Regions from separate parts of the Mus musculus genome. Here all the other regions are linked to region 1. The links are chromatin contacts, called in public ChIA-PET, HiCAR-type, HiChIP or PLAC-seq and promoter capture Hi-C maps. All regions are on one chromosome and are shown on one strand. The core of a region is the stretch at or near the end of the contact, and the rest is flanking DNA. Distances in the headings are between cores, read along the strand shown.

Region 1 (3,811 bases), core at 887-3,386:
AACAAGGAAAGGGTGAGGAATCCAAAGTCATGCTCAAGCAATGCAGGGTCCCAGGCCAGCCTAGACTGCAAGCCACACTATCAAAAAGGTTCGGGTGGGGCCAGAGCCATGGCTCAGGATCTCCTGTGGCACCTACATGGTGTATCATAGCCATCTGTGATCCCAGTTCCAGAGGAATCCAGTCAATCTTCTTGCCTTGGGGGGTGCAAGTCATGGAGATTGTACACATGCATCCACCCATGCACACACATACACGCAAATAAAAGGTTCATACAGAGTCTGAAAGAAACAGAACAATGTGACCCAGTTTGTTTGCCTGCTCCCAGTGTTTCTAGTCTGGATATAAGATTCTTACAGAGTATGCTCCAAAGAGTACATTCTCAATATGAGGCGTGTTTCTTTTCATTCCTAGTTGGATCTTTTGAAAAATCTGTCTTTTTGCTTTAATTTTCTATTTACGTATTTGAGAGGAGGCATGCCTGTGGAGGTCAGAGAATAAGATGAGTGGTCTATTTTGCCTACTTTGCACTATATGTTAAGTCAGTCTCAGGTACATGAAGTACTTAGACATAAAATGAGAAGACCCAGAGGAATGTTTTTATACCTGCATTATGCCTTTATAAATATAACACTGTATGTGGGAGGCCTAAGAGATGATTTTTATCACTATTTATGTGTGTATGGCACTGTGTACATGTGGAGGTCCAAGGACAGTTTGTGGGGTAGGTTCTCTCCTTGTACTATGTGAGCCCCAGAGATTGAACTCAGTATATAACTCTGGGCTGCAGCCCAGCCTTTAACCGGAGTCATCTCACCAGAGAATTGGGGTTTTATAAATGCATGTGGATGTTTGCCTGCACGTATGTCTGTGTACCATGCGGGTTTCTCATGCCCTCAGATGCCGGAAGACAGCATTGAGTGCCCTGTGAACGAGCTGTCATGTGGGTGTTTTGAACCAAACCTGAGTCCTTTGCAAGAGCAGCCAGTGTGCTTAACCCCCCAAGCTATCCCTCCAGATCATGTTTTTGGATGTCAATTCAAAGTGACAAAGACTTATTGTGTGTGCCTGTATTTATGATTTAGAGGGGGAGGGCATATGCCACGGTGCATTGGTGGAGGTCAGAAGGCAACTTTGTTAGCTTTCTTCCCATCTACCGGGAGCTCCGGGCAATGAACTCAGTCTGCAGGTTTACTCAGCAAGCGCCTTTACCGGCAGAACCATCTCACTGGCTGGTCCTAGATTTAGTATTTCCGTGTTTGGGTATCTCAGACCATATTTTTAAAAAAGACAATTACATGAAAATTCAACAACTGCAATTAAAGCAAAGTTAAAAGGCAAGTACAATATTGAGAAAAACATTATACAAAAATCGGGTCAAGGAAACTTGACAAAGATACGACGTAGGAGTATTTAGGAACATTAACAGAGTCAGCAACCAGCGTACAGGAGGTAGGGCATTTACAGAGATAGATAACAACCAGGGTTTGGGTAAATCTGTATTTTCTTTTCCCTTTTAATTTGTTTTTGAAGGCAATGGGTCGCTCGATAGCGTAGGCTGCAGGGAACTCGAAATCCTCCTGCCTCAGTCTTAGAAAGAGCTGAAATAACAAGTGTGCGCCACGCCCAGCCATTGATTTTTTTTTTAAACCGTGATTACATGTTACCTTTGCAATTAAAATGTTATAAATTCCAACAAGGTGATTAGCTCCAAGGTACCTCCCACGGTATTCTGTGGGAGGCACAAATGGATGTTTCACTAAGGGGAGGAACTGGGGTTTTCTGCTTCTTTAAAGCCACGGGTGAGTTCTTAAGTGGATACTGCAGGCGTGGGAGGGGTTCCATTCAGGCCCCGCGCGCTTCCGGGCTGCACACTCCTCCCTAATCTCAATCCAATGCCAACTTCCTAGCTCAGCCCTTCCGGCTATTGCGACTGACTCGCAGGAATTCTTTCCTGGCGCCCGTATCAGCTCGACTTCCGCACCCGCACGTCCCGAGCAGCTCGCGAATGCCCCGCCCAGCCCGGCCTGGTCACGCCCCCTATCCTGGGCTCCGACCCCGCCGTCCAGCTGCCTGTGTTGTCATCACATGGTCCGGGAGGGCCCTGACGTCACGAAGGGAGGGACTGCGCAGACGCAGAAAAGGGGGCGGGGGAACTCGACTTGTTGTGTTGCTGCTCGAGAGCCGGATACTGTCGTCCTGCGGCCGTGCCGCTTCCAGTCTCCAGACCATGTCTCACTTAGTCGAGCCGCCGCCGCCCTTGCACAACAACAACAACAACTGCGAGGAAGGGGAGCAGCCCCTGCCGCCGCCCGCTGGCCTCAACAGTGAGCACGGGGCCGCCGGGCTCAGCGGAGGGATGGGGGAGGAGGAGCCGCTCGGCCGCCGCCGTGCGGGCGGGGGGGGGGGGTTGGTGGTGGTGGTGGGGGAGTGGGCGGGAGCAGACGACAGCTCATTGGTTGGGACCGAGATTGTGCGTATGACTGACAGCGGCGCGCTCCGGTTAGGAGCAGGCGCTCGGCGCTGGCTCGCGGCCTGCGCCTTGGGCGCCGAGGTTTAGGGTCGCGGTGGGCGTCGGGAGCCGGAGGCGCACGCAACTCGGGGTGGCAAGCGGAGGCTGGCCAGCGGAGGGGGAGCATGGGACGTGCGGCGGGGACACCGGGGGATGGACGCGACCGGTCGGGCGTGGCGGGTGGACGTGCGGCCGCGCAGGTGTGCTTGCGGAGCTCGCCTCCTACCACACGCCGGTCCAGGGGGTCATCGGAGTTTCGTGCAGGGTGCTTGCTCCGCCCCTGACATTTATCTTTTTTTTTTTTTTTAGTCTGAAAATTCCCAAGTTTCTCAAGTGAGTTTTTTGTTGCTGTTAACCTTGAATTCATATTTTACTGCTTTTTCTTTTCTTTTTCTTTCTTTTTTTTTTTTTTTGAGAGAGCTTCTCATGTAGCCCAGGCTGGCCTCACTCGTTGTGTTGCTGAGTGACCTGATCCCTCCTACTTTCCACTTTCCCAAGTTCTTGGGTGACAGGCGGCAGCCACCATACTAGTAACTTTTCAAGTGCTGTTTCTTATGTTAAATGGATTGGGTGCCCAGCACATGCCCTAGGATCACGTCCATTTCAGCCAAATCTGCAGTGAACTTCAGGAAATACAGTAAACAACACAACAGACGCAGGCCACAGGTACTAGCAATTGAAAGTTGATGGTCAGGATCCAGTTGCAGTCAAACAGACATCTTGTCCCCAGAGTGTCCGCTGTTGTTGTGAGATCGCCGGACCTTCTTGCCCAACCTTTCTGTTTGGATTTCATGTCTTAATGAAAGAGGTAGTGGGTGGTGGTAGTTGTCACAGGGCCAGATGAAGTTCTTTAAAAGCCATTTGTATGCTTAAAGGTCAGGCAGTGTCTTTCATAAGAGGGATGGCTTCCAGGGTGGCCAGAACGGTTTAGGGAAGAGCTGTTACTGAGTCTAGAGGATAGTGGCAGGAGCGTTTGGGTATTTTAGCCAGGTGTGGTGCCACTTGCCTGTCATTCAAGCACTAGGGAAGTGTAGTAAGCGTGGTCCCCAGAATAAAACTTTGTGTCAGAAAACAACAAAACCAAAAAATAAGGAACAAAGAATTCAGGAATTTTAAGACTCTGTCCCTGCCCCATATTTTGATAAGCAATATTTGATAACTTCTCTAAAATGCCGGCTTTTACAAAGATCTAGTCAAGTGTGTCCTTAAATTTTACTCATAATCACATAATTCAGAATTTAAAATTTTTACCCATCTTTAGCATACATTTTTGGAAATGAAAAGACTAAAGAAATACATGC
Region 2 (3,811 bases), core at 391-2,890, 920 kb before region 1:
TTAACTTCTTCCAACAGCTGTGTGAAGGTAGGGGTCTCATTTACCTCACTACTGAACCTCCATTCCAGGAACAGTGCCCAACACATAGTAGGTCACTTAGGGCGGAAGGAAGAGAAATTATCTAGCTTGGGTGGTTAAGTCGATCACAACATCATTGACCTAGAAGAAGTTATTTTTGGGGAGATGGTGGAAATCTTTGTGGATGTCAGGTCTACACTGATGGAAATATGTCTTGCTGTGTATTATAAATAGATTCCTATTGGAACTTTTTTCTTTCTTTTTTTAGAGTGTTTCCTTAGCCATTTTTAATTTCTTCTTTTGAGAACTGCTTAGTACAGTAGCTCAGTTTGTAGTTTGGTTGATTGCTTCCCTATTGCTTAGAATTTTTGGTGATTTTATTTTTCTAAATATTCAGTATTAAGTATACAATGAACATGTAACTTTAAATCACAAAGGAGATAAATGACACATTATGTAATCATACTCAACTTTAAGATCTCAACTATCAAGAATAAAAACTGGCATTAAAAAAAAAGAGATGCGACTGAACCACTTTAAGAAAGATGGCTGAAGCACGGTCATAAGTACCTATTGTTTCTTTCAACCAGGACTTTAAGTTCAGAACTTACTTTCTCAGGAGGAAAACCAAGACTAATATATATATATATATATTCAGGCATGGTTTGCAAAAAGTCATCAGAGTTCACTCATCTCTAATCAAGCATTACTGTCTATTACTGTGTGTTTTAATTACATGTTCTGTTCTTGTCAGGTTCCAAACCGGCAAGAAAGCCTCCACAGACTCCAAGAACAACACAATTTCCCGCAAGAGGTATTTTTCAGATGGCGAAGCTAACTGGTTGGCTGGTTAGTCTGAAATTTTACTTCTAAGTGTGAGGTGTCCTTACTACTAAGTAGCTTTTTCATTCTGGAGGTCTCTCCAAGATGGAAGCGCGTCTCCCCGCCGGCAGAGGGCGCCAAGCGCACCCCTGTGTAGTTTAACGCACAACTGCCTTTTGGAGTCCTCAGTCCCAGGCTGAAAAAGGACAGTGGTGGGAGTTGGGGGGTGGGGTGGTGGTGGTGGTGGTAGATGTTCTGGGGTCCTCCCCACAAGGATGCCTTCTGGGCAGGGGGTCAGTTGGAAAGGGGAACCTTTTGGAGCGAACTTCTTCCCTTAGTGTGAAAGTTTGTGTTGCTGCAACTGAGGAGAAATAAATCCCTGAGTTTGGGGTTTCCGGATTAGCGCTTTGTCAACAGTGTCCTAACGGAGGGTCTTCTAGATTGGATACGTCTACTTCTGAAGCGCCCGTGTCCCTTGCACCAGTTCTCTGCGGACCTTGAAGCTCGGCTTCCGGCTCTCTCGGGGCTGCAGCAGACGCTCCCGGAGGCGAAGGCGGGAGCTCACGGCTCATTCATTCAACAAATATTTACTGAGCGTCCGGAGGCGACCGGTGACTCTCACCAGCTCCTCCTCCGCGCTCGGCGGCGCAGCAGCCCGGGAGCGCTGGGCAATCGCAGAGCCGACGCTGGGAGGACCGGGCGGGCGGCTCCGGGCTGCGGCTCCAGCCGGGCGAGGCGGAGCCGGCGGGGGAGGCGGGCGGCCCCGGGGCGCAGAGGGCGCGGCCAGCGGGAGGAGCCCGGGCGGCGCCGGGGAGGGCGCGCGGGGCTGCACGGCCGCCGGTCCCAGCAGGTGACCGCGGGCGAGCGGGCGTGCGTGCGGGGCCCCGGGCGCGAGCGAGGCGGGACGGCGTAGACGCGGCCGGCGCGCCAAAGTCGTCCAAGTTTTGCCGGAACATGGCGGAGGAGTCCGGCCGGCGCAGCAGCGCTCCGAGCACGAGTGTCTGTAGCCGCTAGCGCCGCGGGGCGAGGTCGTCGCCATGGCCCGTTGGATCCCTACCAAGAGGCAGAAGTATGGGGTTGGTGAGTGCTTGCCCCGCCCCACCCTCGCCCGAGCGCCCGGGAGTCCACTTTGGCCCCGCGGAGCTCGCGCACACTCGGCCACTCGGTCCCGCTGCTGCACCCCGGGAGTCTAGCCCGCTCTGGTGTAAAAGTGCTTTTAGGCTTGGGGACTCTGATCCTCCCCTATCCGAACCCCAACTCTAGTGGCGCACACTGTGGGAACGCGCCAGGTCCCCACTGCCGTTGGTGGCCAGCGAGGGCCGCACGTGGGACGGTGCGCTTTGCGAGTGCCCTTCCCCAGATCCCACTTGGAAGCTCCAGAGTCCCTTTCCCTCTCTCCCTCCCTCCCTGGGACTGCAGTCCGGATCGCAGTCAAAGACAAAATGGGAAGCCGAAGTTGCCAGTAGAGGTGATGGAAGAGGCAGGAAGTGTGAGGCGTGGGAAGGAGGGCAAGGGGGTCCTGGGGCTGTTTGTGAGGACACCCATCTGACCTACTGGCGTGGTTGGAGAGGTGTGACACAGCTTCCCCCCAGGGGCAGGAAGAGGGTAGGTTCCGCGCAAGCGGGTGGCGTTTGTGTTCGCAGTACCCTAGCGCTCCGTCATTGCTGAACTCTGGCCTCTAGGTTTGGATCTGAAACCTTGGCGTTGAGGGGTTGGACCCAGGTGGAAAAACTTTCCACTTTCACTTTTCATTGAGCCAGGTCAGGGAGGAAGCACTCACCTTTAGCCGGACGATTGCCAGGAGAATTAGACTTTAAATGGAGCCTCTGGAATAAACAAGTGTGTTGTGTGGGAATTTTATCACTTTCTCTCAGGTCCACTCACTTGGCGCGTTTGAAATGCAACCCCTTACTTCACTCCTGTCAGCGCACCTCTTTTCCTTCAAGTCCTGGACCCACAGGAACACTGCCTGAAATTATCAGTCTGCCGTGACAGACATGAAGTCCTATGTGCCTATGTAACCGGGACTCAGACACCGCCTTCAGTCTTTAGTATATTATAATGTGATGCAGATTGAAAGCCTGCATATGTACATTTGCAAATATGTATATATACACACACACACACACACATATATATATGCATAATTCTCAACCTTTTTTTTTTTAATTTGTCTTTACTTTTAGAATTTTTGCTCCTCCACATGGCTGTGGGTTACATGGAAAGGTGACATTTCTTCAGTCCCAGATCAGTAGGTCTTGACTTAGCCTTGATAAGTAACTTGACTAGATACCTGCTAGTAAGTAGCTGGTCATTGTGTAAGTGAAATACTGTAAAATGGATGAAGGGTTGGGTGTGACAATCATAGAGCATGCCTAAAGCCCTGGCTTCCATCTTCTGTACCACAAGAGGAAATTAATTTATTTAAACATTATAGAGTACTAATTAATGACTAAAATATGCTTAGCAGTAACTAACCACTAATTATAAAAGGGTCATTTCTAACTTTACCTGGGTTAAAAGTTGTTCCCAACAAGTATGTTTCCGATGGGTTTGCTGTATGTAACCATAGGCACGGGAGTAAGAATGTTTCCAGTATTCCCGTGTTTTGGAGTCAGGTTTTTGGTTATTTATCAGTGGGCACTGAAAGTGTTCGGATAGTGTTTCTAGGGGACAGAGCTTAGCAGAGTTGTTCCAGGGTGTAATCTGGGGCAGTTACTTCACTAGACACAGCAGATCCTGGTAGGTATGGATGCTGAAGCACAGAATATGCGCTGACGTCAGGGATGAGTGTTCGTGGGAGGGGGCGGGTTCTGTGCTCTTGCATTTGGAAGCAGATGTACCTGGCTGCAGGGTCCAGTTGTCAGAGTCCCCACACTGAAGTCCCTCCCCCTTCTGTGAACTCTTCACTGTAGACAGTCCACTCATCTCTGTGGTTAGGTATTCTATGGAAAGTCACTTCTGTGGGACT
Region 3 (3,811 bases), core at 541-3,040, 810 kb after region 1:
AACACTAACCCAGGAATGGCACCACCCATAATAGGCTGGGCTTTCCCACGTCAATCACTAATTTAGCCATGCCCTACAGGCTTGCTTACAGCCCAGTCTTATAGAAGCATTATCTCATTTGAGGCTCCTTCCTCTCCAGTGACTCTAGCTTGTATCAAGTTAACATAAAGCTAGCCAGCACATGCCCCAAATGTCAACAGCACCCTGATCAGACTCACTAATGCAGATTATTAGGCACTATAGCAAATGTAAATACTCTAGATCCATCCCCCACAGCCAATGACACTCTTCCGTTGTTCATTCTGAAGCAAGGCATGTGACCCATCCCCCAAGCCAACTTCACAATGTATTATAAAGTCATTACTTTAAAAGGTATCAGAGTAGCGGGGAACTTTTATTTTATTTTATTTTATTTTTGTAAAAAAGTACATTAACCTGCCTGGTACTTTCCTATCTGCTTTTTCTTATTCTTTCTTCCTCCTGAAGCTCATCTTAGCATTAAGAGCTCTTCCTTGTGGCATATTAACAATCAGAAATTTGAATAGAACAGGTCTATATTTAACAGAGTATTTTTATTTTTGAAGACAACCCCTATGCTCCAAGTCAGTTAAAGATAAGACGCATGTTACTGTCTCAAAATCTTTTTATTCTTCCTTTTCGAAGTTCTGTCTCCATGTAGAACAAAAAAGGTAATGAAGACACAGCTGTGTTGGGCTTAATGCTTATGCCATAAAACTCTTACAGTTCTGTGCTCTGGGCAGAATGAAGTCATTTTCCTCTGGACTATTTCTTCCAGAGGGCAGGTATGGCCAGATCAGCTCTAGGTGTGGCCTGATCATCCTGGGATAATTTTTATTATTTATAATCTTCTTTCTGTTCCTGGTAGCATCCACATCCACCCAAGCTATCTCATCATTACCTATGGTGCCATCATAACTACTATTTATTGAATAGCTAATGTGTACCAAGCATTGTCTGAGCTCTTAATGTACTTGGAATGTACATAAGGCAGGCCAGTCACAGTTATGTGTCATACGTCAAAACACCTTAGTCTGTCAATTAAAAATAACTGGAAATAAACGTAAGCCTGCACTGGTGTCTCTTGGAGAGTTATCACGGGAAGATTCTTTTTGAGGCAGGACACAGTTTTTGGAATCCTCAACCAATCACTGATTAGAACTCAAAGAGTGTATGTGTCCATCTGATCCAAGATCAGACACAGACAGTTGTTTTAGACCTATTTTGCCAATGTCTTTATTAAATACCTAGGAGTCTTAACAAAATACCCCCTGTAGTGTGGCTGAAGACTACAGAAATGCATCGCCTTGTGGCTCTGAAATCTAGGAAGCCAAGATGAAGGTGTGGGTAGGGCTATGCCCTTGAACCCTGTGGAGGAACCCTTGCTTGTCTCTTCTCCAGACAAGCATGAGGACTAGAGCTCAGACTCCCAGCACCTACGTCAAAGCTGGTGGGCACAGAGCACACCTGTGAGCCCCCACTCTGGGGACTGAGACATGGTGTCTTCAGAGCAAGCTGGCCAGATAGACCAGCAAAATCAGTGAGTGCTGGGTTCAAGTGAGAGACCCTGCCTCAACATATGAAGAGGGAGAATGTCTTCTGGAAGACACCTGGCATAAACTTCTTATCTCCACATGTACCTACACACATGTGGATATGAGGACATACATGCATGCACACCACACAGATATAAATGAACATTAGAAAGTAAATATACAAGTCGTGACAGCTATGACATCACTAGATGATGTCACCTCATGAGACTACTTTCTTAAATGTGGTCTACCACCAGCTGAAAAGTCCTCACCTAGTGTATGTGGGTGTGGGGACAAGCTAGGTAGAGATAATCCTTCTTTGTTTCTGACCTACAAGTGAAAAGGTCAAAGATGGGAGGGGAGCCTTCTAGAATCTTCATACTATTTAACGATTTGAATAAATCAACATGAATCTAGAGGAAAGGAAAATTGGAGGAATACAGACATTTTCAAGAAAGTACCAGAAGTCTTTTTGAGTCTAGACTGTAACTCAAGGCAGCTAGAAGACCCACCCTTCAGCACTGGAAGCCTTGGTAGGGGAAGAAGGTGAGGTCTTCCTGGAGCAAAAAGAACCCTGGGCTTATCTAAAGAGACAGCACTTGGTAAAAACTCAGGTTACATATGGCAATTGAGTGAGTAGGGGAACCTCATGTACTGTCATTTTTAAGGAGTGCTTTATTAATAGAGAAAGAAAGACTGACTGTGGCAGCTGGTGAGCTGGGGTTGAGCACCAACACTGCTGCCCCTGCTGTGTGCATGGGTGAGCAATCAAGGGAGGCAGGGCTGGAGGCAGAAGAGCAGGTGAGCCCCCTAATGGAAGCCATTCTCTTGACACACAGACTTCTGCATGGCTGGAGGGAGGGGGTGTGCGCACTGGAGCTGTGGCCCCATCACTCTTCACAGTGTGCACATGGCAGATGGGGGCTGATGCTTTGAATACAGAACCACTGTAGCTTGATAGGGCAAGGGTAGACAATCACAGGGGACACTGTGGCCCAGGAAGCTTGTCATCCTGTTAGAAGACCTTTCTTGTCAGAACTAGATTCACAGCCTAATTTTTTTTAATATATATCTTATATTTTGAGGTAATTATATCATTTTCCCCTTCCTTTTCCTCCTCCCATGAACCCCACTTTGCTCTCTTTCAAATTCATGGCCTCTTTTTCTTTAATTGTTGTTGTTTTGTGTGTGTGTTCTTAAATATATACATACGACCTGCTCAGTCTGTATAATGTTATTCGTGCGTATGGTTTCAGGGCTGACCATTTTGTATTGGATAACCGATGGTGTTCTCTTCCCTGGGGAAGACTGTTCCGCTGTTCTCAGCACTCCTTAGTTGCCTGAAGTTTGTCTTGTCTTGTCTTGTCTTGTCTTGTCTTGTCTTGTCTTGTCTTGTCTTGGGTTGTGGCCTCTTGAGATTCTCCCCCCTTTAATTTTATCATATCCATGGGTGTCAGCTTTGTTCATGTCCTGTTTGTGCAACCATGTTGATGAGACTTCATGAGTGTAACTTCTGACATTTCCAGGAGGCAAAACGTCACAATAAACTCCCCGTTCCTCTGGCTCTTCCTTTGCCCCTTCCTCCATAGAGATGCCTGCGCCTTAGGTGCAGGACTTGTGTTGTGAACGTATCCATTGGGACTGGGCTCCACCTTCTTCATTTTGATTAGCTGAAGTTTTCTGTAATGGTTTCCATTTGTTGCAAAGAGGAGTTTCCTTGAGGAGGGGTGAGGACTCTGCTTCTGTGTGGGTATAGGGTTACATACTTAGAATGCAGTTGAGGGGTTATGCTGGTTTAGTGATGAGTGGATTATAGATTCTCCTCTAAACTCCATGGCTTTACTAACTCCAGAGAGCTGACTAGGTTTCTAGTATCGGGCATGATTTCCCTCTTACTGGGATGACCGTTAGGTCCAGTGAGAAAGCTATTGTTTACCAACAGGGTTTGTGTGCACCCTTAGGGAGGCCTGCTTCGAAAGCTTGCATGATGCCTTCTGGCACCGTAACAGGGAGACAGCTTTCAGTTCAGATCCTGCTCTGTGCTCTCGTCCCTATTTCTGAAGTGCATGGTCACACATTAGTTTGCATGATACGGTGTTGATACTCTTTCTGTGTGGTTATGAGCCTCACATTCATTTCTCCCAGCCATGTCTGAAGGGTGGACATAGCTTGCCTCCCTCCAAGTTCTGACACAATGTATTTCCCTCAGCTGTACCGTTAACAGACTTCACAGGTTAAGGGCCCAGTTCATCAGACAC
Region 4 (3,811 bases), core at 916-3,415, 730 kb after region 1:
TTGTGATTCTTAACAGAAGCAAAATTACAGCTATGAAATAGCAACAAAGGTTATTTTATGGTCGGGGCGGGGGGGGGGGGGTCACCACAACACGAGGAACTGTACTAAAGGGTGGCAGCGTAGGAGGGGTGAGAACCCTGGAGGAGAGTGAACACCAGCCCAACAGGCAAGACACTGGGTAGTGAGTTAGCAGCAGAGTACCTGTTATAATGAAATATGCTCGTTTTTTTAAGAAGTGACCAAAAAAAGTGCTCAGAGAAGTTTGAAGGAAATAATATGCCAGGTAAAGAATACAACGTGTGTGCACACAGAACAGAAGACCTTACTAGAGCAGAGATATGGCTGTAGTTCATATGTGTGCCCACATGAGGGCAGCACACACAAACCCAGCTAGTCTTCAACAGTCAGCCAGCTGCCATTCCCTCAGGTAGATCTCGCTTTACACCACAAGACGCTTTACCCACTCTTTCCCAAGTGCAAGGATTCAGAAAGCCACCCCCTGCCAACACCTTACGCCACCCCACTGCTCACACCCTCTGGTAGTTTTTTTTGTCCTGTGGTCATGTACCCCATACGCTGTTCACAGTCTTCACTGCTCCCCCAACTCTACCCCTCCACTTGTCTTTGAGTGCAGATAGTTGATAAATGGGGCCCTTCAGGATGGTAGAGAGGGTCCTGCTGGCCCAGCAGATGGCAGGGTATATTGTGGTGTTGAGGCATTTGAGGGTGGGTGACGCTAGCTTTAGATAGGGTTTTTAGTAGACATGGAGGATACAGCTAAAATCTACATTTTGTTACATCTTAAGACATATGAACTTTATAGCTTTAATTGATTTTATGATTATTGCTATTGGTTTTTCGGGACAGGGTTTTTCTCTGTAGCCTGGCTGTCCCGTAACTCACTCAGTAGATCATGCTGGTCTTGAACTCAGAATTCTACTTGCCTCTGCCTCCTGAGTTCTTAATTAATTAAGTCTGCTTTCTCTTGAGAAGCCATCACCACCACTCTGAAAGATGAGTGTTGGTAGCTTCTGATGGTCTCCTGGGGCAGCAGGTCTGTTGAACTTGGAGGTGGGGTAGGGTGAAGAAGTGTCATCATGAAAACTGTGGCTTTCACAGGGAGTTGGGCAGCTTGATGTTGCAGTCTCAGGACTGCTACTATCAGAGACAGAACTGTGACTAAACCCCAAACCCCAAAGGGCACAGGATAAAGATGTCTGGGGCAGGGTCTCCTGCTAAGTCCAGCTCACTGACCTCCACTTAGGAGAAAGTCAGAATCTTTCTCGGGCTAGAGAAGTAAATGATGTCGCAACTTAGTACTTTAGATCTGCCTCAAGTACCACTGCCTTACTGATGCAGTAAAGAGATGGCCAGCCTCTTCGGAGGGTCACGGATACAAACTGATGCAGGGAGAGGGCCACAGAAGAAAATCATTGTAAGGCTTCTCTAGTCTTTTCTGGTTTTGTTGTTATTAATGCTGGGTTGGGGTTGGGTTTTGGGGTTTGGGGTTTTTTTGTTTGTTTGTTTGTTTGTTTGTTTTGTTTTGTTTTGTTTTGTTTTTGAGACATGATCTCTTTCAGCCTAGCCTCATCTTGAACTCACCTCATAGCCAAGGATAGACCTCCAGAGCGTTGGAATTACAGATATCCACCACCTACACTCAGTATTATGCCTTTGGTTCTGGGAATGGAATCCAGGCTAGACACACATTCTACCGTCTGAGCTACATTCCCAACCCCTTCCCCGACTGTTTTGGGACTGTGTTCTGGTCCTCCAGGGTCTGGGCTCAGAAACCCAGTCCTAGGTGTTTCCAATCCTGTACCAGTCATATCGGGCATCCCTAATATTTATCTGACCTAGGGTGAGGGCCATTTCAAGGTGTGGAGCCATGGGGGCCACTGCTGAGAACATGGGTCAGGTCTGGTGACTAAAGGCTGCAGAGAAGGGTGCCTGGAAGAAGCCAGGTGTGGTAGGAGTTGGAGGTCAACCAACTGCAAGAGGTCCGGAGCACCTGAGGACCCCAATTGGGGCCCTAAGGCAATGGGCTCTGGCCCCCGGGTCAGCCGGGCAGCTCCAGGAATTGCAGGCGGCATCTATTTCAGAGTTTATGGTAAGAGGTTGGAGCCTGCACACACAGACAGCACACCCCACCCTTTAAGGAAGTGGAGAGGAGAGCAGCAGGGGTGTGGTTAACGACCGAGAGGAGGAGGGGGAAAAACAACCTGTCAGCCTCTTACTCAGCCTCTGCAGGCAGAGCCGCGCGTCCTACCTGCGGCGGCTGCGCTCACCTGGCCCAGCCCGGAGCCCTGGCCCGAGTCCGCGCCTCGCCCGAGGGTAAGTCCTGCGTGTTCCTACCCAGCGCCGGGGTCAGGGACACTTCGATCGCTCGACTTAAGTGGAAAGCTGGAGAGGGTCTACAGTTCCAGTCCTTCGGGAAGCTTGAGAATTCCTGGAAAGGTAGCCAAGGACCCAGAAAGTCGGAGGCGCGGAGCAGGTGCTTTCCCTGAGCTTGCCGCCCTGAGCTAGGGGGTTAGGGAGGGCGCTAGAGAAGGCATCTATTTTTGGAGTTCTTTTTAAGACTAAAGGGTGTTTCTCCCTTTTTGTCCTGTTATCTTATTCAGAGAGGGGCGACTAGGGGCACGATTGAAATCGGCTCAGCAACAATGCTTGTCTCTAAAGGTTGGATTTGGGAACTCCGAACCCAACCGAGGGCTTCAGAACCCAACTTCAGCTCTAGCTCAGACCTCTGCCCAGGCACGGCGCGCTCTTCTCCACAGTGCCCTTCGGCACCCATGTGGCCTATCTTCCCACCCCTGCACCACCCCTATCCCCAGCCTCTGGGACGTTTTGTTTTTGTTTGTTTGTTGTTTTTTTTCCCTGAAGCTGGAGCTTTAAGACAAACGGGGTTCTCCAAGAGGAACCATACCATAGTGTGTGTAGTGTGTGTAGTGTGTGTGTGTGTGTGTGTGTGTGTGTGTGTGTGTGTGTGCGTGTGTGTTCGTGCTGAAGTTCCAAAGTTCACACCAGCCGCACTGGCTCATTTTGAAGCTGCTTTCCCCATGCCCCTTGAGGGTTAAGTTCTGGGCTGCTGTTCCTGCTGCCAGGCTGTGCGTGGGCAAAGCTTTGGGTGGGTGAACAGCGAGCATATGGGTGACGTTCTGAGGCCCACCAAGTCCTGCCACCTGCCCTCACCCTCAGCCAGATGACACCAATATCTCCCATCACCCCTATACTGGAAGCAAGATTCCGATTCCGCTGTGCTCCTTGAAGAAACCAAGCTGGGACCTGAGGGTTGGGTGTGTGTGTGTGGGGGGGGGGCATTAGCCCGGGAGAATTGGAAAGCAGGAGGGAGAAGAACCTTAGCAGATCTTGTACCAGTCTGGAGCCCGCTGAGACAATGCATGGTTTGGAAAGGGTAGGGGTACCAGGCAGCCGCAGTGTGCTCAGGTCAACAAACTCTTGCGGTTCACAGTAGCTACCGGGTGGGGGCGGGGGCGCAAGAAATGCAGAGCAGGGGGTGGGGGAAAAGTGACTCACGACCCTAGGAAGGAAGGAAGAAGTCACATTCATAAGAAAGACCTAACTTTGGCAGGACAGTCTGCCTTCTTTCTTTCACTTACTAGCATCCTTCCTGAACCCAGGTACTCCTGTCAGGTGAGGGGAGACGGAGGAGCCTGTAGCTCCAGCTGCCCAGCTAGGGCGGAGCTAGGATGGGCGGGACTGTCGTGAGAAGAAATGAAGTTCCACCAATTACAGTGCCAGAGGGTGGGCAGGGCTGGGCAGGGACAGGTCCTGAATCTGTGGCAGAAGC
Region 5 (3,811 bases), core at 390-2,889, 710 kb after region 1:
CACAGGCCTTCGGTTGATGTTTTACCCCATTCTGAGGACACCACCCATGCTAATCAGTACCTTTGCTAGCCCAGGGGAATTCGAACCAGGACCTAAACTTCTAGGCTGTCTATTTCAGCTATGCCAAATAAGAGATCTAGCACTAATGAACGAGGGAACAGGCACTATGAACCACTGCTGAGCTAATATGATGGATAACTGGAGGAACGTGGATGTAGACAGCACCCATCTGCTCTGCTTCCAATCTGTATGGAGCTGCCATCAACTGCTGATTCTCAAAAAAAGACATTTCACCAAGTGGAGAAAGGGCGTCTGAAGATCAGGCCCAGTGGGCTCTTACAGTACCTCCTTTTCACTATGTCAGGCTTCCTAGTGGCTAACCCTGGGCCCTCCCAACTGTGGGTCTGACCCGTGTGTTAGTGGCTGATGAAACAAATTTAGCTGTTTCAGTACATCAATGACTTTAAACGAGAAAAGTAACAAGATACTGCCAGAGTAAAATGGACATTTCAGAAACCCTTTAAAAAAAGAAAAATCAGTCAATATGTCAGTATGAATGTTTTGGAAAGCAATGGAGCATGCATATCTAAGCGATTAGGTCAAATTGTTATCGAAAATGTCTGCCTTTTTTTTTTTTTTTTTTCTGTTTTAGAACAAAGACTTTTTCACTGGGCCTGGTGGCACAAGCCTGCAATCTCAGCCACTCGAAAGGCTGAGGCAAGCAAAGAAAAGTTCAAGGCCATCCTGGCTAATTTAAGAGCTTGGCTCAAAATCAAAAGTAGGCTTGGGGTGCAGCTGCGAGGTAAAGTACTTGCCTAGCGTGATCTCCTACAGCCCCGACACCCACCCTTCCCCGCCATGCTAGTTTTGCTGTGTCAGCTGCTCTTGGTTTAATTATAACCACTGGAACTCCAGATATTTGGATACTAAGAGTAAGAGGAGCAAGGCAGCAGGCAAGCGCCACAGGCCTTTCTTACGGCTCTGTAACCCGTTGATCAAGGCACTGCTGGGCAGGGGAAATCTCAAGGCCTTAGAACTCTGCTAGGTCCTGGCCTCTTCCATTTCTAAAATGACCGCGCCAAGCCCAAATGTCTGCAGACCATACTATTCCCCATCGTTGTTCAGATTGGCCTGGACCGGGGGCAAGATGGTTGCTAGGCCTGGAGGAGGGGGAGGGGCAGGCCGGGGGTCCCCAGGGCGGGCTGGCGCGGTGCTCACCCGGAAGTCTTGCGCAGTGTCCTTGATGGGCTGCACACGATGCTCTTGGTGCCGGGCGTCGGCCTGGCAAGCACAGCACAGCAGCTCCTTGTCCTCCAGGCAGAAGAGCGTGAGCGGGGCACGGTGCGCACGGCAGGGGCGCGGGGACCGGCGACCGGTCCAGCGCGCGCCCTCAGCCTCCTCGCGCAGCAAGGTCTCCACCAGGTTGTTGAGCGTGTGGTTGGTGCGCAGCTCCCCGGGCACCGCTCGTTCCTTGCACACCGGACACGAGGGCGTCGTCTGCACCTCCCAGCAGCCGCTCACGCACCGGCGGCAGAAGTTGTGGCCACAGCGCAGAGTTACTGCGTCGCGGAACGGGTCGTAGCACACGGCACACAGCAGCTCCTCTTTGAAGGAGCGCGAAGGCCCCGGGGACACAGAAGGGCCCGGCTCCATCGCAGGAGCAGCCGCCGTCACCACCACCGGTGTCGCCGCCTTCATGCCTAGCCTGCGGGCGTTGTCCCTGCTGAAGATCTGGGAGCTTAAGGCGGCTCCAACCAATCACGGATGGGCTTTGAGGGCGTGGACCCTCCCACTTCCGTCTTGCGCGGGGTCTCCCAGAGGAGGTGTGGTCCGCGATCTCCGTTAGCTCCAAGGCGGAAGGATCTGTCGTCCCACTGCAGTGTCGGGTTTCCGTTGTCAAATAGGAAGTGAAGCCACGGGCCGCCATCCTTAAGCAATTCCCGCTATCTCAGACTCCTGGTATAGATGGGAAGGGATGTCCATGGCTTAACTCCTGAGCTCCCTAGGTGGGGTCTGAACCTGGGCCCAAAGCAGTAGGGGGGGGGGAGGTCATGCAGCACTGGGAATGGTTTCTCAAAACCCTCACATAGGTCGTCCGCTGACTTTGGTCGGGCTTACTGCCACCTCGAGGTAGCGGGAAGACCTGAGGAGTTGAGATTCCCGGCTTGTGGTTGGATAAATGAGTTCCAGTGTAAAATGGTGGTTTCCGTGAAAAGGACGTGTGAGAACGAAATTAATAGGGAAGCATGCTCGTGGCATCTTCATTAAAGTCAGGGTGAGAAAGTCGTGATGAACATGCTTGTAATCTCAGCATTTGGGAGGCTGGGGCAGGAGGATCAAGAGTTTGAGACCAGCCTGGGTTACACAGGGACACTTAAAAAAAAAAAAAAAATCCACTTTGGATTCTGGCAAGAAAGGCAGTCTGAATGTTCCCAGCTGCCCATTCCTAGTTGATATTTGTAACCTTCCGCTGCTGTCTTACCCCAACATACACACTAATTCAGCAAGGCACTGCAGATTTGCAAATTCCTTGGGATCATATGAAACAATTTTTAAAAAATGCACTAGATAAACAATTACAAAAGGCAGTGTGTTTGGGTCTCTTTCCTATTCCTCTTGCCAGAACCACAGACGGGATGGTTTATAAAGAATAGAGGTTCCAGAGGCAGGGATATTCAAGAACTGTGTGCCAGCCTTCCTGCTGCATCTTGATGCGATAGAGAGAGTCACATGCCCAGACAGACAAGCCTGCCTGCTCAGATCTCACTTCTTCCTGTAAAGCCACTGGTGGTGTTTATGGAAAGTCCATGCTGGTAAGTTTTGTCAACTTGACGCAAGCTGGAGTCATTTGGAAAGAGGAAACCTGAAGGGAGAAAACATCTTATGGAAGAAACCATCCATAAGATGGTTCTGTAGGAGGCTTGATTGATTTGGGAAGGCCTAGTCCCCTGTGGGCTATGTCCCTCCCCCCATGCACTCCCTCAACCCCCCCCCCCCCAGGGCAGGTGCTTGTATAAAGAAGCAATCTGAGCAAGCCATGAGGAGCCACCTGTTAAGCAGTACCCCCTCCATGGTGGCCTCTTCAGTTCCTGCTTCCAGGTTCCTGCTTTGAGTTTCCCTGCCTTGGCATCCCTCAACAGACCATGACCCAGAGGTCTTTTGGCCATGGTTTCTTTCACAGGAATAGAGCTAACAAGGACTGGGCTCTGCCCTCATCGCCTCATTTGAAGAACCTCCTTCTACAAGCCTCATTTCAATTAGCAACTCCAATTTAAGGATTGAGTTTCCAAGGCATGGACTTTTGGGTGTCTGCTGAAACCCTGGCAAAGAAGGACGGCATGCCTACCTCCCTTCTAGCCTCCCCTCCTCTTTCTCTCTCCTCCTTTCTGTTTAAAGCAGAGATCAAGGAATAAAAGCAAGGATTGTTCTATGGCATGAAAAGGCAAGGCCTTACTATGTGCTGTCTACCAGGAATCCACTTTACCTGCAAGTGTTTAAGTAGCACAAACAAACAAAGAGAAAAGGCGAGTGCTAATTATTAGTATGGTTCTGTCGATATCAGGTGACAGAAAGTATTACAGGCAGGAGAAGGCCCAGTTCAGCAGGAGAGTTGCTGATAGCATCTTTAAACACAGGCAGCTGGAGCTGCAGAGTCAGCAGAGCTTATTCATCAGTTGCCAGGGAAACCTGTAAGGAAGAGAGAGTAGCCTGATCCTCTCAGTGAAGACTGCATGGCTTAGACCTTTTCTAAAGCCTGGAGTCTGCAAGGGAGGATGAAGGGTGCTTAGCTGCTCTGAATTAAGTCAGGGAG
Region 6 (3,811 bases), core at 561-3,060, 680 kb after region 1:
ACCTAGGATGCCAGGCCAGGGGTACCACTGCTCACACGAGCTGGGTCCGCCCACATGGATCATCAACCAAGAAAATGCATCACATGCAGGCTTGCCCACACTAAGTTGAGATTTCCTCTTCCAAAATGACTCTAATTTGTGCCAAGTTGACATAAAACTTTACCTCGGGGGGTGGGGGGGAGAAACACAACAAACCAGTAGTAATGATTGCTATTGTTAGAATAAAGATACAGGAGCTAGAGGAACTTCCCAGTATTCTCCCTTGAACATTCACTTTGTGCCCAAGTGAGTATTATTAATTTAAATTTTTTTCATAAGGAAATCTTTAAAAACTCTTAACTAAAACCTTAATTACTTTAACAAAAATTAATTAAAACTTAAAATTGTAGGAAGAAACTAATTGGATTGACTAATAATCATGTAAGATATTTTAAAAGTGGGGGGGGAGGAACTGTGTGAAGGGGGACTGGGAAGAGAGGGCAGTGATCGGGATGTAAAGTGAAAAAAAAAAAAAAAAGATATTTTAAAAGTGGCCACAGACTTAACAGCAAGGTCGGCTGTGATCTTGCAAGGGAATATGCTATACATACAGTGTGACACAAAGAAAAAAGGAGACACATTTAGGTGCCCTAATGACACAGGGCGCCGAGGCATCCTGACTGGTACCAAAGCAGGCAAAGGGCAAAGAGAATTCAGGGAATCGCTAGGAGACTGACCGAGGCTCACAACAGCCAAAATCCTGGGAATTACGGAAAGGAAGAGCTAAAACTTACACATGGGCTCTCATCATACCCGAGATGATCAAAGATAATCTCAAATTTGATTACCATGTGGAGAATCAGAGGTGCTCATGGATTGTAAGTTTCCAAAGCAGCCTGGTGACGTGCGCTTTCTTCCCTTTCCTGTTTGTTGTTCATGTTGTTTTGGTTTGTTTGCCCGGGATCAACCTTAGGACCTGCTTATGCTGGGCTACTGCTGGGTCCCCAGCTCATGGCAACAAGTATTTTCATCTATGACAAGTTTGTCTTCTAGAAATTGATCTTAAAGGAATTAAGGTCAGGCATCCTACAGTGTAATAAATCCACAACTGTGTTCATTTCAGCCTACTTTAAAACACTCATCCTAGTATATAAAAAAATAAAATAAAATAAATCATCACACATGTGGCTCAGTTCTTTGCAGCAAGTAACATTGACCGCGCACGTTTATACACTGGATGTGGTGTGTGAACCTACGGAATGCCCGTTTCGCATCAACTAACTACCAGGAATCTAAAGAATAAATGCAAAGGAGATTTCTCACAGTAAATGCAGAGTTAAGAGGCTGCCAGAAGCATGAGGCACCTCTGTAAGGCACCTCACACGTTTGCGTTTAAATACAGAAAAGAGCTTAACATATTTCACTGCAGGCTGGGAGTAGAGGCGCACTCTAGTAATCCCAGCTCTTGGAAAGGTGAGCTGCAAAGATTTTGAGTTCTAGGCTACAATGGGCTACACACAGCAAGGCCTTGTCTCAAAAACAAAACGAAACAAAACCAAAAACAAACACACACAAAGTAGAACAAAACGGTTAATAATATCCTAGATTATCCTTTCAACAATCTCCTGAATACAGTTATGTCTTAACACGCGCGCACGAGAACACGCGCGTGTGCACACACACACTCACACCCTAAATCCTTACAAAACCTTGGCACTCTACTAGACTCTGCAGGAAGAGTTAATTAACTCCTAATTAATTCCCTAGCCTGGGGAGGGGCACTGACTTCAGATTGGGTGATGATGACATCATGCTAGTAGCTGCAGCCAATAATGGCGTTCCTGCTCACTAAGCCCTGGTGAGGCCTCTGGGCCACTTGAGTAGCTGTGGCGTGGGCGGCTCTGTGGGGATGGACACCCACAACGTAGATCAGGTCGCTGTAACCTGTGTTGGGAGAGCTGATGGTGACCAGCGGCGGCCCCGCCCCTCTTCCAGCCTCGGGTTCTTGGATGGGGGTGGAAGGGTCTGCACCGTGCTTTTCTTCAGGTGCCCCCGCCCACCCGGGGTTGTTTCTTTTGTTTGCCCTCCTAGCCCCTCCTTTCTGGGCCTCTGCAATGGACCCGCCCCTCTAACTGGTGTCCAGGCTGTCCCCTCACAGCCTTAAAGCCCAGCTGTCTCAAGGCCACCTGCCACCATTTAACCTCCCAGTCCCGGGCTCTGGTGTTTAGTTCTGGTTATCTTTTTCTGGCCCAAGACATAGTGATTTCTCAACTAAGAGCATAATGGCCAAGGGCAGTAGGGGAAAAGGAGAAAGAGCAAAAACCATGCATAGACAACTCTTAAACAGAACCAGGGTATCCGGGTATGGTGATGCTGAGAGCCTCATCGATGGGTCTGCTAAATAATAGATAATTAAATTGAAAACGTCTGGATTGAAAAAGCAACAACAGATCCATTATAACAGTTTTGTCTCTTCCCTTCAATCCCAATTAATTTGGCAGCACACTTATTATTACTGAATATTTGCTACATTCAAATAACCATTTTCTCCTGACTTGAAATATTCTTAGTTTTTATTAAGTGGCCCCATATTCCAGTATAAGGAATAATTTAACTATTTCCCCTACTCTTGGATATTTAATTGGATTTTTTTCAACTTCCTTGTTTAAAATAGGAAATGAACAAGAACAGATCTTTTAGGGGGAAAATAGATCTTTTGGGGGAAAGGAAAAAAAGAATGGATCTTTTGTACACAGCTAAATGTTTCCTTTGATACAATCATAATAAGATGATCATTTCTCTAAAATATCTTGTTGACCTTTTCATGTTATTTCCAGTTAAATTAAAATCACCTTTTCGACTTCAAAGCGTCTGGGCATTTTAGCACCACATCTACTTGCTCTGAGATGTTGCTTTAAACGTTCCAGTAAGGCTTTGTTGTGGCTTTAGAATTTAATTTGGCGAGGCACGGTGGGGCTCACCTGTGATAGTAGCTCCTTGGGAGTTTTGCAGGAAGATCTGAAGTTCAGGCCAGCCTAGGAAATTTATGAAGACTCTGACCCAAAATAAAAATGGAAAGACAAGGGCTGAAGATATAGTTTGGGGAATATAGCCCTGCACGGTGTGCATGAGATCTTGAGAGAATTCGTTACTGTTTTGTTTCTGTGATGAAACACATGACCAACAGCAACTTACAGAAGACAGTTTTTGGAGCTTTTTTTGTTGTTGTTGTTTTTGTTTTTGATTTATGGTTCCAAAGGGAGTGGGTGAGCATTAGGTCTGGAAGACATGGCAGTAGGCAGGCCTCGTGGCAGGAGCAGGAAGCCTGTTGGCCATCTTTGTCCGAACACAGTTAGCAGAGGGAGAAAGCAGGAAGTTGGACAAGGCTATAAACCCTCAAAGCCTTCCTCCAGCAGGGCGAGAAAGCACCAGCTCCTGAAGTTTCATAAATTTCCCAAGCAGCAGCACCAACATGGCAGGGCTGTGTCATTCTTTACTCAAGCCACCATGATTGTTTTAATCCTCAGTAAACACACACACACACACTTTTAAAGAAATCTTGAGTAAAGATCCTGTTACTTTTAGTTGCTATTTTCAAATAATCTTATTCCCATTATATTTTCTGTTGGATATTGCTGACAGAAAAGGTGTTGACAGTTTTTAGAAAAAGCTGGTGGTGATGTCATCCTGTGAGCCAACAGGACACAGAAATCATCAGGGTCCCTGAAAATGGTGACAATCAATGTTAATGATGATGTGTAGCTGTGCTGTGAGACATAGTGGATTGCAGGAGCCTCCCTGTAACCAATGCTAACACCCAGTGAGAGCCGCG
Region 7 (3,811 bases), core at 646-3,145, 660 kb after region 1:
TTAGCCCAATGATTCTCAACTTTTTATTGATTGGAATCCACAATAAAAGCTAGATTTTTATCTCATGATCCAGCATATGAATGCCACAAGAATACACATGTGTATTTGGATAGCAACACATTTATACACAGATATACATCTAGCTAAAATATATAGAATTAAATAGGCACAAAAAAACACAAGCCATTATACAAGGTGTGTTCTGCCTTCCCCCACCCCACCCCACCCACTCTGTCCAGTCTAATTGTATTTTTTAAATATCAGTTACATTCTACAAAATTGATCTCATTATCCTAGTTAGATTTCAGTCTGCAGTTCAAAGACCCTGATCTGACATAACCTTCACAGTAATATAAAGATGCCTAGTATCTCTCTGCTGGGTGTCATCCAGCCCCCACCCCCATGCTGTCAGGTCAGGGATGGGGCTCTCACTTCCCACAAGGCAGTAGGCTCTGTGATGGACCCACCTAGCAGGTCACTTCCCAGTTGTTCCAGATGGGTGGAGTTGGGGGAAAGAAGTCTGGAGCCAGCTAGAGGGATCTCAGCAGCTTAGGAAAGGACCAAGAACACAGCTTTATCCACAGGCAGGGAGCAAGGTGGGCTGGCGGCAAGGGCATGGAACTGGGTGGCTGTGGCTGCCTTCTGGCTTTACATTGACCTGCCCCCTTTGTCTTTGCTTCCCTCCACCACTATCATTATTTCCACATCTGGTGCATGATCTCATCTCCCAAGCACCCATCTGAGGGAGAACTCCCACCCCCCAGAGGACCCAACCTTAGGGGAGACAGATTCCCACACATTCCATCTCTACCCTTCCCCCCTCAGAACTCCAGCAGGTCACCATCAGGTCATCCCATCTGCTGCTTGGTGTTGGGGTATAGGGTATCCCTGTTTGGGGTCTTCAGAGGGTGACCTAAAGCTGTCTGACCTGTCCTCTAAAGTCTCCCCAAGAACTGTCCAGGTTGAGGACAATGAGGCTCCTCCACACCTGGGCAGATATAATTTTCCTGGGAGATATAAAACAAAGACAGCGCTGCCACGTGGGAACACAGCTATCAGACGGACATCAAAGCTCTGGATCCCTATATGTGGGGGTGAGGGGATGCTAAAACTCCTGGCTGGGGCTGTGGGCTGAGCCTGAAGGGGGCTAGCTGTGACTGGTCAAGATCAGAGAGCCTGGGTGTGGCAGTCCTGCAAGCTTGCATCCTCTGCCTTAGAGCCAGTTGCTGAGCCAGTTAGAATTAGGCTAACCTCAGGGTGGGGCGGGGCAAGGAAGAGGGGATGATCTCACTGTATCCTTAGGGCCAAGAGAGAAAAAGCAAGACTGCACAGAACTAAGGAAGAAAGACAAGATAGTCCCGAAAAGCAAATACAACAAGAACAGATGAAAATTTCACAGAGTTTCATCCACTGAAATAGGGTCTTCAGTCAGAGCAGCCCCAGAGGAAGCCGAGCTCCAGTAAACCTTCCTCTCCCAAAACCAAACATTTTTTAAAATGAAGAAATAACTCAGCTTGAACCTCCGACATATCCCACTCATCTGGAACAAAAATGATGCCCTGAACCCACCCTCGCCCCTCTTCAAGCGCCATCATTTTGCCTCACCCTGCTTCCCCCCAGAATTTGACAAAGTTTAATCCACTCAGTGAAACCAAAGGCAACACAATAGACACCAGACCCTCCGGTTTCTCTCTCCTCTGTGGCTGCTGTTTTGTTTCTTTTGTTTAAAACCCCCGCCCTCACCCCACCTCCGATTGTCCATATCTCAGTTTTACTTACCTGCAGTCCGGTTTCCAAAGCGAGCTGTTCTCTTCTCACTCCTTCAATTAGTGGTACCCTGGGCTTCTCTCAACATCAGCACCACTGCTGGGCTCTCATCATGACATCACCTCCGAGCTCCCTGATTGGCTAGCGGTGGGTTGCTTGGCAATTGGACAGTCTCCTTTGGTGGAGCCGGGGTTGCCTGAGTGAGTAACTTAGAAGGCTGGGGAGTGAAAGATGATGTCAGACAAAGAGCCTGCTCGCCCCCTCCCAACCCCCGCCCCACACGCACCGGCTGCCTGTGGGGCTGGGGAAGCAGAAGGGGAGAGGATGACCAGGAGTCAGGAGAGGGTGTGGTATGAAAAGGTGGAGGTTCCAGCACAGCTGGCAGCTTTCTAGCTAGGGGAAGGATGGATGACTTGAGGAATCTTTAGCTGTTCAAATCTGGGGTAGGGAGACTATAAAATCTAGAGGAGCAAGAGTAAGGGCAGATGACCCCTAAATACATCCCCCTGAAGACTTGGTGCTGACACATGTGGAGAATAGTTTAGATGGGAGGGGGAAACTGAAGAATCCCCAGGAGCCGGTGAGAGCTCTAACCTCACAGGTGTCCCAGGAATGTAGGGTTTCCCATTGCACGCCTCAAAAACACGCTCCTCCCTCTCTTTTACAGAATCTACGTAGCACTAATGTGTCTTCACAGCCCACTCGGCCAGCCTGGGCCAATCAGAGGGAGCCACAGGTAGGAAATTAAACTGGAGATCATTACACCAAGGGCATTCCTAAATGTGGTGGATTCCTGGAGAACAGAGATGGATCACTGGTGATAGCTTTCCTTGGGGACTGAGGGGACCCTCTGTGCAAATGCATCAGCTGGTCACACATTGCCCGTCTGCTGCAGGCAGCTGTTGCAGGGGGGAGGGGGAGGGAGGACAAATGGCCCTGTGGAGCAGAACTCCCCCTCTAAGTTCCCTCCTATGAATCCCCTGTCCTCACCTCCAGTCTTCCTTCAGTTCATTCCCTTTTCTTAGAAGGGTGCACTATGTTGTTGTAATATATTCAAACTGTGAAGTTTATTCTTTTAACTACTCCCAAGAATACATTCCGATTGGTGATTGTGCAGCCACCATGCTGTGTAAAGCCCGTCACCTCCCATCTTCAGAACTCTCTCATCCCTCCTAACTTCCATCCATACCCTCAAACCATAAATCCACCTTCCCCAACCTCTGTCTCCTGCGCAGCTCAATAAAGATGCCTGTCCTGGGCGCTTAGTGGAAGCTATCATACAATATCTGTCCTCCTGAGTCAGACTTCCTTCTTTCACGTGTTTGACTATCTTTGAGAAAGATTTGCTTGGTATTGATTGGCATCACACATCCTCACCCTCACCCTCATCCCCTAGACTGAGAACACACAAATCACATTGAATTCAACCCAGACTTTGAGATGAGGAATTTTTTTTTCTTTTTCATTGTTGTTTGAGACATGGTCTTGCTATGTAGACCAGGCTGGCCTTGAACTCATAGAGAGCTACCTGCCTCTCTCCTCTCTTGTGAGAGCTGGTGTGAAAGGCATACACTACCACACCCAGGTTTGAGGAGAGTTTTTAACAGCAATAGCATTTGTGCGTATCTGAAGTGGTGGCTGCCACACGCAGCCGCAGCTCACTGGTCGACTGTCTTGGAGCCTCTGATCCTGACATTTACCTTTCATCTACCTGCCACAGCCACAGTGCATGGGTTGGTTTCTCTCTGCCCGTCACCCTATGTTATTCTGCAAGTGTCTCTTTTGGACAGACATTTCCAAACCCCCAACTCCACACCAGGAAAAGAAGCTAACCTTATGCTGCTTGGCAGGGGCCTTGGGTTTCAGAACACATCTGGCTGTTTTTTCAGGCATCACCCTCAGGAGTGCAGCCAGGGAGGAATGCCATTCAGACTGAAATTCAATGAGCACTGCCACATCCCACCAGCCGAGGACCCAGATCAGACTCAGAGGTGTCTCTTACCATACCAGACTGGGGTCCAAATTTAAGCAAATTGCAAAGTGT

Evidence for each region. Promoter capture Hi-C pulls out the DNA fragments that hold promoters and counts their contacts. ChIA-PET counts read pairs in DNA pulled down with a chosen protein or histone mark. HiCAR-type assays count read pairs that join an accessible place to other places. HiChIP or PLAC-seq counts read pairs in DNA pulled down with a chosen protein or histone mark.
Region 2: a FOXA1 HiChIP or PLAC-seq map of pancreatic cancer cells shows a contact between it and region 1. The contact joins the promoter of Dock5 here to the promoter of Bnip3l in region 1. A contact is called at or near these places in 7 of 39 promoter capture datasets (the 3T3-L1 cell line, 3T3-L1-derived adipocytes, hippocampal neurons and 4 more), 2 of 484 Hi-C or Micro-C datasets (cortical neurons and nephron progenitors) and 4 of 115 datasets of contacts at active chromatin or transcription factors (astrocytes, embryonic limb bud, memory CD8 T cells and 1 more).
Region 3: a contact with region 1 is called in an RNA polymerase II ChIA-PET map of memory CD8 T cells, with 22 read pairs. The contact joins the enhancer-like site here to the promoter of Bnip3l in region 1. A contact is called at or near these places in 2 of 39 promoter capture datasets (the HPC-7 cell line and pre-B cells) and 1 of 115 datasets of contacts at active chromatin or transcription factors (memory CD8 T cells).
Region 4: a contact with region 1 is called in a promoter capture Hi-C map of pre-B cells, with 6 times the contacts expected there. The contact joins the promoter of Ptk2b here to the promoter of Bnip3l in region 1. A contact is called at or near these places in 8 of 39 promoter capture datasets (3T3-L1-derived adipocytes, the C10 cell line, hippocampal neurons and 4 more), 1 of 484 Hi-C or Micro-C datasets (the G1E-ER4 cell line) and 3 of 115 datasets of contacts at active chromatin or transcription factors (bone marrow-derived macrophages, memory CD8 T cells and microglia).
Region 5: an RNA polymerase II ChIA-PET map of memory CD8 T cells shows a contact between it and region 1, with 13 read pairs. The contact joins the promoter of 1700001G11Rik here to the promoter of Bnip3l in region 1. A contact is called at or near these places in 5 of 39 promoter capture datasets (the C10 cell line, the HPC-7 cell line, hippocampal neurons and 2 more), 1 of 484 Hi-C or Micro-C datasets (CD4 T cells), 2 of 115 datasets of contacts at active chromatin or transcription factors (the 230-238 cell line and memory CD8 T cells) and 2 of 9 other capture datasets (liver and macrophages).
Region 6: a contact with region 1 is called in a HiCAR-type map of astrocytes, with 2.1 times the contacts expected there. The contact joins the enhancer-like site here to the promoter of Bnip3l in region 1. A contact is called at or near these places in 4 of 39 promoter capture datasets (cranial neural crest, frontonasal cranial neural crest, hippocampal neurons and 1 more), 2 of 115 datasets of contacts at active chromatin or transcription factors (astrocytes and embryonic stem cells) and 1 of 9 other capture datasets (macrophages).
Region 7: a contact with region 1 is called in an H3K4me3 HiChIP or PLAC-seq map of embryonic forebrain, with 5 times the contacts expected there. The contact joins the promoter of Stmn4 here to the promoter of Bnip3l in region 1. A contact is called at or near these places in 5 of 39 promoter capture datasets (the 3T3-L1 cell line, cranial neural crest, embryonic stem cells and 2 more), 3 of 115 datasets of contacts at active chromatin or transcription factors (bone marrow-derived macrophages, embryonic forebrain and forebrain) and 2 of 9 other capture datasets (embryonic stem cells and macrophages).

What each region holds. Positions count from the first base shown.
Region 1 is chr14:67,007,202-67,011,012 of GRCm38.p6, reverse strand. Bnip3l (BCL2/adenovirus E1B interacting protein 3-like) reads left to right here and starts at 2,136. Exons shown (of 6, transcript NM_009761.3): 1 at 2,136-2,325. The coding sequence starts at 2,229.
Region 2 is chr14:67,931,401-67,935,211 of GRCm38.p6, reverse strand. Dock5 (dedicator of cytokinesis 5) reads left to right here and starts at 1,640. Exons shown (of 52, transcript NM_177780.3): 1 at 1,640-1,920. The coding sequence starts at 1,878.
Region 3 is chr14:66,194,475-66,198,285 of GRCm38.p6, reverse strand. All of the region lies in intron 2 of Ptk2b (PTK2 protein tyrosine kinase 2 beta), which reads left to right. Among named protein-coding and RNA genes, the nearest start is that of Gm52098, 18 kb to the right of the region's middle. Within about 2 kb of position 1,790, at least 16 of the 459 cell types and tissues checked have an H3K27ac peak or open chromatin away from gene starts, as enhancers often do. A contact at or near this core is called in memory CD8 T cells, where this site is marked.
Region 4 is chr14:66,279,406-66,283,216 of GRCm38.p6, reverse strand. Ptk2b (PTK2 protein tyrosine kinase 2 beta) reads left to right here and starts at 2,165. Exons shown (of 31, transcript NM_001162366.2): 1 at 2,165-2,334.
Region 5 is chr14:66,294,957-66,298,767 of GRCm38.p6, reverse strand. 1700001G11Rik (RIKEN cDNA 1700001G11 gene) reads left to right here and starts at 1,639. Exons shown (of 3, transcript NR_038077.1): 1 at 1,639-1,959; 2 at 2,624-2,813; 3 at 3,182-3,441. It overlaps Trim35 (tripartite motif-containing 35), which reads right to left and starts at 1,743. Exons shown (of 6, transcript NM_029979.3): 1 at 1,219-1,743. The coding sequence starts at 1,698.
Region 6 is chr14:66,323,155-66,326,965 of GRCm38.p6, reverse strand. No RefSeq gene overlaps it. Among named protein-coding and RNA genes, the nearest start is that of Gm41183, 19 kb to the left of the region's middle. Within about 2 kb of position 1,810, at least 182 of the 459 cell types and tissues checked have an H3K27ac peak or open chromatin away from gene starts, as enhancers often do. A contact at or near this core is called in astrocytes, embryonic stem cells and hippocampal neurons, where this site is marked.
Region 7 is chr14:66,342,380-66,346,190 of GRCm38.p6, reverse strand. Stmn4 (stathmin-like 4) reads right to left here and starts at 1,895. Exons shown (of 6, transcript NM_019675.3): 1 at 1,780-1,895. Gm41183 (a long non-coding RNA gene) reads left to right here and starts at 2,462. Exons shown (of 3, transcript XR_874729.2): 1 at 2,462-2,503.